Regions from separate parts of the Macaca mulatta genome. Here region 2 is linked to region 1. A link is a contact called in public Hi-C data. All regions are on one chromosome and are shown on one strand. The core of a region is the stretch at or near the end of the contact, and the rest is flanking DNA. Distances in the headings are between cores, read along the strand shown. Region 1 holds the start of LOC693603. Region 2 has its middle 310 kb from the start of PLET1.

Region 1 (4,265 bases), core at 543-3,042:
TTTGTATTTATTTCCAAAGGGTGTTGTGAAGATCCAAGGGGATAGCACATGTAAAGCACATTCTTCCTACCTTTTATCTCCCTGAGCTGAGTGTAGTGGCTGCAGTCATTCATTGAACAATTATTTATTGTCCACCTATTGCTAAGCATTGTTCCAGGTTCTGGGGAAACAGTAATGAACAAGTCTCTATTCTCATCAAGTTCACATTCTGGTGGGGAAGCTTGAAAATAAGTAAGTAAACTAAGCAGGATAACTTCAGATAGTGATAAAAGCTACAGAGAAAAGGAAACAGGCCCATAGGATAGAAGTGATTTGGTGGGAGGCCTGAAGAGGCTTTAGGGAGCACGGTGGTCCTTGAACCAAGACCTGGAGGCCAAGAAGGAGCTGGGCCTGCGGAGACCCGAGGAAGAGCATTCCAGGCAGAGAGAAGAGCAATGGCACAATGTGCTGAGGTAGGAAAGCATTTGGCAAGAAAGAAGATGCTTGCAGGAGCACTGTGAACCCTGGGGAGTATGGGATGAGGAGAGGAGCAGGAGCGAGGTCCATGCATGTTCCCTAACTCTGTGCTGAGGTGTTCTTGGTGCTGCTGTGAATTCGGAGGGGCTCTTTGGGATATTTTAAAGGTCAAAGGCAACACTCAACTTCTGTTGTTCTCCATGCAAACTACTAAGCAGTGCAGGATAGCTTGCAGACTCAACATTAGATTGCCCTACATTTTTTTTTTTTTTTTCCTTGAGATGGTGTCTTACTCTGTTGCCCAGGCTGGAGTGCAGTGGTGCGATCTTGGCTCACTGCAACCTCCGCCTCCCAGGTTTAAGAGATTCTCCTGCCTCAGCCTCCTGAGTAGCTGAGAATACAGGCACGTGCCACCACACCCAGCTAATTTTTGTATTTTTAGTAGAGATGGGGTTTCACCATGTTGGCCAGGCTGGTCTGGAACTCCTAACTTCAAGTGATCCACCTGCCTTGGCCTCTCAAAGTGCTGGGATTACAGGTGTGAGCTACCACGCCCAGCCTGCCCTACATGTTTTTTGATAAAACCATATTTTTCAGAAGCTATATTTTCAGTTTTTGTCATTTGCTATGACATAAAACATGTACTATGGGAAAAATCAGTATAGAATAGGGAGTGAGGGTGGCAGTGCCTAATCCAATTCCAAGGTTCGAGAAGTTGCGCGGTGCCCAAAAAGGACACACATCCCATTAGTGAGAAGTTGTGGCTAAGAATAAGATAATTTTTTTTCCTATTTTATATGCATTATTTTTTGTAGTAGCTACTAAGTTGTTAGGACAGAAATACTTCTTACTTTGGGTCTAGCTACTTAATACACAGAACAGTTAGGTATTTCTTTAGGCCTAGGGTTACTGTGAAAAAAAGCATTGAGACATTAAGGGCATGATAAACGGACAAGGTTGGAAACTCAGGGGCTAGGTGATGAGCTGTCATGAAATCTTTCTCATTTCAAGCACACAACCTTATATTGTTGCCTTTTCATAGACTCAGGGGTGTGTGTTTCTGTGCATGTGTGGGTAACCTGAAAAGGTCATCTAGATTTTGTAACTGGGAGGGTCCCCAACCTGCCTGACCATTAGGATCACCTGGGGGAACTTTGCAAAAATAGTTCCCTGGCCTCTGCCCAGGGGATTCTAATTCAGTGGGTCTCACATTTGAATCTGAGTTCAAAGATCTCCGCTCCAACTCGCATTCTTCAGGCATCCAGGATGGCCCAAATAGAGCCGGTCTGCCCAGATCCTGGGGTCCTAGTTGTTATACGTTGTGTCTGGGGCCAGGTTGTGTGGCTTTTTCGGATCCCCAGACGGGGAAGGGGCGTGGATTACGTGTCCGTTGGAACCCTGGGGGAGGTCGGTGCTGGAAGCGTTCATCTCCACCTCCAGTCTGGGTGCGCGGCGTGAGTGACCCGAGATGAAGACGATTCCTTCCGTAGGAAGCCCCTGCCAGGAGTCACCACCTCCCAGGCCCACTGGACTCGGACCCGAGCGTCCTTTGGGGGGCGGTTTCTGGGCGTGGCGGCTGAGCGCGGTTCGGGGAGACGCCGCCGCGAGGTGGCAGCAGCGGCCCTCTGGCAGCCACGGTGCGTCCCGGGGGGCGGGGACGCGCCGGCTTCGGGCGGGCGTGGTCCCTGCTGCGGGCGCCTGGGTTGGCCGGGCGGACCCCGGAGAGGGGGAGCCGCGGGGACGCAGCGACAGCGTCGGGGTGCTGGCAGTGGTCGCCCACGCCTCCCAGGGGTTGCAGGCCTGGGCGCCGGGGTTGGACCAGTCTTCCGGGCATTGCACGCCCTGGTTTGGTCTGTACCCATGGTTTGTGGCGGGGCAAGACGTTAAGTTGGGTAACACCGAGGTGAGCCGCGGTCCTCGGCACCAGATGAGGAACCACTGTCTCAATAAGGTGTGACGTGGAAAATTTGTGTGTCTATGTGTGACTTAAAAATATCTCCTTTGCTGACGTCTAAAATTTCACTATTAGAGATGCAGTCTTTTGTCCTAAAGATTGTTCTCAATTCAAGGCCCTGGGAGGGAGCAGTGCATTAGAACTTGAGGTCTTTAGGGTGAGTCAATGATTTCATCTCATCTTTGTCGGCAAGGCAAGGGTTAGCCCTCAGTGCTCAAGACACAAAGAGGACTGAAGGCGCATTAATTGGTACTTGCTAATCAAGCCTTAGAGACCAGAGCGCTCCCTGGGAATTTTACTTTAGAGAGAAAACTCATTGGCCCTGGAGCAGCCCTACGTCGTATCCACTTTGTGAATGTTTTAGAGAGGGTTAACGGGGTACTAGCACAGTATGATTAGTTCAGTCCATTGGATTATTACTTTGTAAAAGAGGCAGCATCTTTACTAGTGCTGTAATAAATTGCAAAATTATTATCTCCATTTCCGTTCCTTGTAACTTCTTTCTTTGAATTAAGAAAATAGTGTGGTAGGGTACCGTGAACTTTGGAGCCAGAAATTCCTTGCTTGGAGACCCCTGTCTGCCATCTGTTGACTGGCTCTGTAATTCTGGAAAACAGCCTTTCTAAACTTCAGTTTTCTTATCTGTAAAATGGGAAAAATGCCGCCTACTTGGATGGTGATTGTGAGCATTAAATTAAATTCTGGAAGGAAAATATCTGGTATTTGTGTACTGATTTCAGGTCTTGGTGCTCTGTGTGTAATGGTTACTGTGAGAGCTTCCCTGCAGTCCAAATCTGTGTGTCTCATTCTCAGTGACACCAGTGATGCTGTTAAACAAGGGCAGTCCGGTTCATGGATTGTCACAATGCAGACTGACATCAAGGGGACCCTGCTGTCAGGTACAGAGGGCACCACAGTGACCAGGAACTGCCGTCCTTTCATACCAGGCTTTAGGAGGCTTTACCAGAAGGAATGGAAAATGCTGGTGGGCAGTAACATTGAAACGGCATTTGAGGACTGGTTCCGCATAAAACCTTAAATTCTTCAAGGACGTTGACATTTGTTTATTCTTGTAACAAATTGAAACCTATCCTGTGTGTTGGTTAGAGATCTTCAAACTGTAAATACCTTGAGGCAGGAGTGAGGTTTTATCTTTTAAAGGACAGGCCCCTACTCTCCTACGTAATGAGTTTCTAAAAATGGATGTGAGCACCAATCAATATTTCTCTGGTTGTTAAAGTCAAGAATAAAATGGTATTTTTAAGCTCACAACTGTGTAGGATGAATTCTGTACACTTTTAATTCCCTCTGTTCTCCTTTCCTATTTGAAAGCTGATTAGTTTATGGACTTGGGATCAGATTATTCATGCATTGTTTTTTGATGTTGTATGTCTCTTGATTCTAGGGTATTTTTGACACATATTCTGTCTTGTAACCATAGTTAAACAACTATTTTAGACCAACTCTCTGTGTGTAATTGGCTTCAACACTCACTGCTAGTCCTTTGACACTCTATTTTTTCCATTCTTGAGTAATTTTAAGTCATCGTTTGGGCAGTTGAAATATATTTTAAAGTGATTTAAAGAATATGTGAGTGGCAGACATTCTGAGCTCTTTTGGTTGTCTGTCCTCAAAAACTAAACTTATTTGTGAGTAAAATTTTCATCTAAGTGTTTTCCATATCAAAACTCTGTAAGCTACTCCTCCATTGTAGTAGAGACAGAGGTCAGCACAATTTTCATTCCTTCTTTCTCCTTCCTTCCCTCCCACCCTCCCTCCCTCCCTTCCTCCCTCCCTCCCTCCCTCCCTCCTTCCCTCCCTTCCTCCTTGCCTTCTTCCCTTCTTTCCTTCCTTC
Region 2 (4,307 bases), core at 457-2,956, 280 kb after region 1:
TGTCACCAGCACTGTTATTTCATTTAATCACCCCAAGGTAAGTATTATTCTAATTTTACAAAGGAGGAGACTTAGTAGGAGATTACATAGCTTGCCCTTGTCTGATGGTGAGTAGCAAAACTAGGACTTAGATCCATGTCTGTTTAATAGTACCAGAGGTACTATGTAACCTACTTGTATATAACCTATTACATTGGTTATAGAACCATAATCTGTGTACTATACATCACACATGATAATGAGTAATGAGAAACATTATAGGTTTTATTGCATGTGGTAGGTATTAGGATAGTCAGTGTTATGCTGCAGAAATCAGCAACCCCTAATTATCAGGGCCTTAAATAATGAAGGTTAATTTTACATTTTATATCCCTTGTGGGTTACCAGGGGTGTCTGCTCACCCTGTTCACTCAGGATCCAGGCTAATCTGAAATATTGGTGGTCACTGTGCCAGACAGAAAGAGCTCTGGGGGGGGGGTCTCACATCAGCAATGAAATGTTCACGCCCAGAACTGATGTCTATTGTGTCTTCTCACAACTCACAGAACAAAACTAGTCATGCACGTGCCTATCATTGGTCTCTAAAGGGAGAACCAGAAATATTCAGAAATCATCTTAGTGACTGTCAGAGGGTAGTCCAAAGACAGTGGTGTTTTAGAAAGTTGGCCCGGAAGTGGTACACAACAGGGATGAGATAGGGAGATTGGAGGCAGCAGACTGGTTATGTTGATTGACCACGGGTATTTCAGGGCGAAGGGCTCTTGCACTTGGTATCAATAGTGAGAGTGGAGAGAAGGGGATTTCTCTACCAGAGCTGACATAGGATTTGCTGACGTTGGATTTAGAGTGACCCGAGAGTCAAATCTGACTCAGGCAGGGCCAACTGGGGCAAAATACTCAAGAGGCCACATTCCAGGCCTTACTGTTACTCACCCTCTTGTTTTAGATCCTCCTCACCTGTAATGCTTTCCTCTCAAGCATAACTCCAGAAAGTATCTGCGCTTCACAATGTGATGGCAGACTCTCTCATCCTCAAAATTTATTAGCTGAGAACTATTATTAAGACTTAAAGAGCGATTCTAAGGATGTTTGCATTTTAATAACATTGAAGTCTTTGAAAACTAAGTTAATAAATCTCCAGTAATAGGCCTTGAGGCCACAAGTGAAGAAACAGTTATTTAATGAGAACTAACTATTGCCAGTCCCCATTTGATGGACTGGGGCTGCGGCAGTGAACAACTGACAAAGTCATTGCCCTCACAGAGCGAATATTCTCTAGTAGAGGAGATAACAAATAAATAAGTGACAGCAAAAATGGTAAGTGCCATGGAGAAAAATAAAGCAATATAAGGGAATGAGGAGGTGCTGGTGCACATGTGTGTGTGTGTGAATGGGTGTGGGTGTGTATAGGTGTGGGTCATCTTCCAATGATACTGCCATTGCCAACAACATGAAATTCCTTTTAGAGAATGCCTTTCAGAGCTCAGTTTTTCATGGATGAAGATGTAGAAATTTTCCTGTTTTGTCTCTGATATTTCTGGAAGCAAATCACATACATTACCTGATTGATCCAGCTGAGAATTCCAAACCAGCCAGTGGAGCAGCTTGGGATACCCTAGGAGGGTGCCTGCAAGGCACTTGGCCAGGGGACATCCTCAGGTGACAGTGCAGCTTTCTGCTCAGCCCCGCATCCTTTTCCTGTCTCCTCCCTGCCCTGACCCCCACTGGTGAAGAGACAGCAGGCTACCCAGTCTGATGGGACAACTGTCTAAACAGGTGCCTCACTCTGTCTCTCAGCAGCCTTGTCAGGCTGTCAGAGTGATTCACTCCCAGGGATAAAAAAGAACAGTGGAATCGCCAGCATTCCAAATGGCCTAACATTTGCAGAAGCCCTGGCCTCAGGACCTGCCCACTGGTTGCCACTTCAACCTCAAAGGAAAGCCAAATAAATAAGCCCGAGCACACATTTATTGGTCTCCCGGAGAAGGCCGTTTCCCCATGGAGCAAATGCTCTTAGCACAGGCATTCGAATCCCTATATTTTATTTTTAAAAAACAGCATCGCCACCCCAGCTAGGTCATGCATCTTCCCTTAGAGCTGAACAAAGGCAGTGAGTGGCTTCCCTTCTCTGCCTGTGCTTATCATTCTCCTGGGCTGGTGGCAAGGTCCACTGCTCAAACGGTTAATATTTTTTCTGACACAGCAGTGACTGTGTTTGGAATTTCAAATGGAAGGGATGTCGGGTTCTACATTTCAGAGGGAAACTTGGGAGATCAGCCAGGTCATTCATCTGCCAGATTCTGTGCTTGCAATAACAGAGTAGGGGGGAGGGGAGGAGGTAGAGGGAAAGAGAAACTTTCCAAGACAAAATCCAAGAAGAAGAAAACTAAATGCATTATGGCCTATTGGCAAGAACAATAAACGAGGCTTAGGTGACCTGCATTCTCCCCAGCTCTACTGCGAATGAGTGAGTGACTTGAGGCAAGTCCGTGTTGTTCCTGTTTCTCCATTTCCTTATCTATTTAAACATGGTTTTCTGTATAGGTTAGATGTGAGGGTTAAATGTTATAATAGATGTCAAATTTCTTCCACCAGATTGGGGGGAAAGTGCTTTTCTGGTATAAGGCATCATTATCAATACTTTTGTGGAATCTTACCATTCAAGAATTAGAGGCTCAATCGCCAAGGTTTAATTCCAAGGAAAACCTTTGGATTAGATGAGTAAATTCTTGGCAGAAAGAGATTATTATGATTTACATAGAATCATAGAATAATAGGAACCAAGAGACCTTAGAGGTCATTCTGTCCCGTTTCCCATCCAAAGGCAAAATCCCTTCTATAAAACCCTCTGTGTTCCCACAGCAGCTTGTAACATTATACACAAAATCATTTGCTTTTGTGAGTGCTTTAGATCCACAAGCTATGTCTTTGCTTTTCCTTTTTAATCAAAGTTCCCTAGAACAAGAGGAGAGCACCTAGTAGGTACTCAATAAATACCATGTTGAAGAAATGATGGTCTGAACATTCCTGGCAGATGCTGCTTCAAACCCTGCATTAAAAGTCCCAGCAATGAGGTGCTCCCTGCTTGGTAAAGCAGCTCATTTCATTCTTGGCAGCTATGGTTATCAGAACATTCTTCCATACCAGAGCTGGAATAGAACTCCCCAAATTTTACCCTCCTTTGGTGCTGCCTTCTGGGGCTCTATGGAAGACTTCGCCCCCTTAGCCCCACAACATTTCTTGCTTCCTAAAGCACTCTTCATTTTGGTCTTTTCTCTGAATGGACTATAATTTGTTAATGCCTATCTTAACTCATGATGCCCGGAATAGTCCAAATGTGATCCTGCTGGCACATGACTCAGAGAAACAATGAGTACTAGTTTATTATTACTATGTCATTGGTATCTTGAAGGTCACTTTGCATCTGTTGGAGCTCATTTCATTTCTTTAAACCCACAAAACAACCCTGTGAGATGAGGATCATTATCCCTGTTTTATTTATGAAGAAACTGAGGCTCAGTGAATTAATTCAACTTGCCTATGGACTCACTGACAGAAAAGGGCAGAGCTGGGTCTTATTCTCAGCTCTATCAGGCAGTCTTCCGTCCCATTCCTCTATTCGTCAATTACTTAGTAAATATCTACTGTGTGCCAGGCTCTGCACTTGGCTCTGGGGATGAAATGACCTTAATGTTGGTTCCCTTTAAAATACCAAGCTGCCCTCTGTGACCCAAGAATATAATTCTTGTCCAGGGGAAAGCTGTGTTAACATACCACTTTGCAAACACCATCATTTTAACCATATCACGTTATAATTGCGTGTGTGTGTGTGTGTGTGTGTGTGTGTGTGTGTGCCTGCCATTTCCCCCCATTACGCTGGGCTTTGGTGTTCGTCTTGGTTCCCACACCACCCTAGCATTAGAAAAGGTGTTCAATATGGTGCCTGGCATATAGGTGCTAAATAAATATTTGTTGAATGCATGAGATACTTATTTGCTAAATCAAGGAAAATCAGCCACAAACGAGAGAAGAGGAGGATCCCTTTCCAGCTGGCCAGAAAATCAAATCATCCCTGGCCATTGTTTGGGTGACCAACATGCCTGAAACCACATTGTGTCCAGTGAGACTATGACTTTCTCTGACCTGGGACATAATTCCATGAATGCGGCCTCTGAGGTTTTCTCAGCTCTAGACCTGGGCAATTGTAGCACCCTTCTGAATCATACTGAGCTTGTGGCCCCTCTGAAATCCCCAGATGTTTTCTACTTAAACTGTTATCAAGGCAGAGGACTTTCATAATGTGCACT

What was found. A called contact is a pair of places that touch in the nucleus more often than the background predicts.
Region 2: a contact with region 1 is called in a Hi-C map of fetal cortical plate, with 2.8 times the contacts expected there. The contact joins the enhancer-like site here to the promoter of LOC693603 in region 1. A contact is called at or near these places in 3 of 14 Hi-C or Micro-C datasets (fetal cortex germinal zone, fetal cortical plate and liver).

The regions. Positions count from the first base shown.
Region 1 is chr14:113,034,349-113,038,613 of T2T-MMU8v2.0, forward strand. It overlaps LOC693603, which reads left to right and starts at 1,793. Exons shown (of 4, transcript XM_077964286.1): 1 at 1,793-2,407. The coding sequence starts at 1,925.
Region 2 is chr14:113,318,540-113,322,846 of T2T-MMU8v2.0, forward strand. No RefSeq gene overlaps it. Among named protein-coding and RNA genes, the nearest start is that of PLET1, 310 kb to the left of the region's middle. Within about 2 kb of position 1,707, at least 3 of the 40 cell types and tissues checked have an H3K27ac peak or open chromatin away from gene starts, as enhancers often do. A contact at or near this core is called in fetal cortical plate, where this site is marked.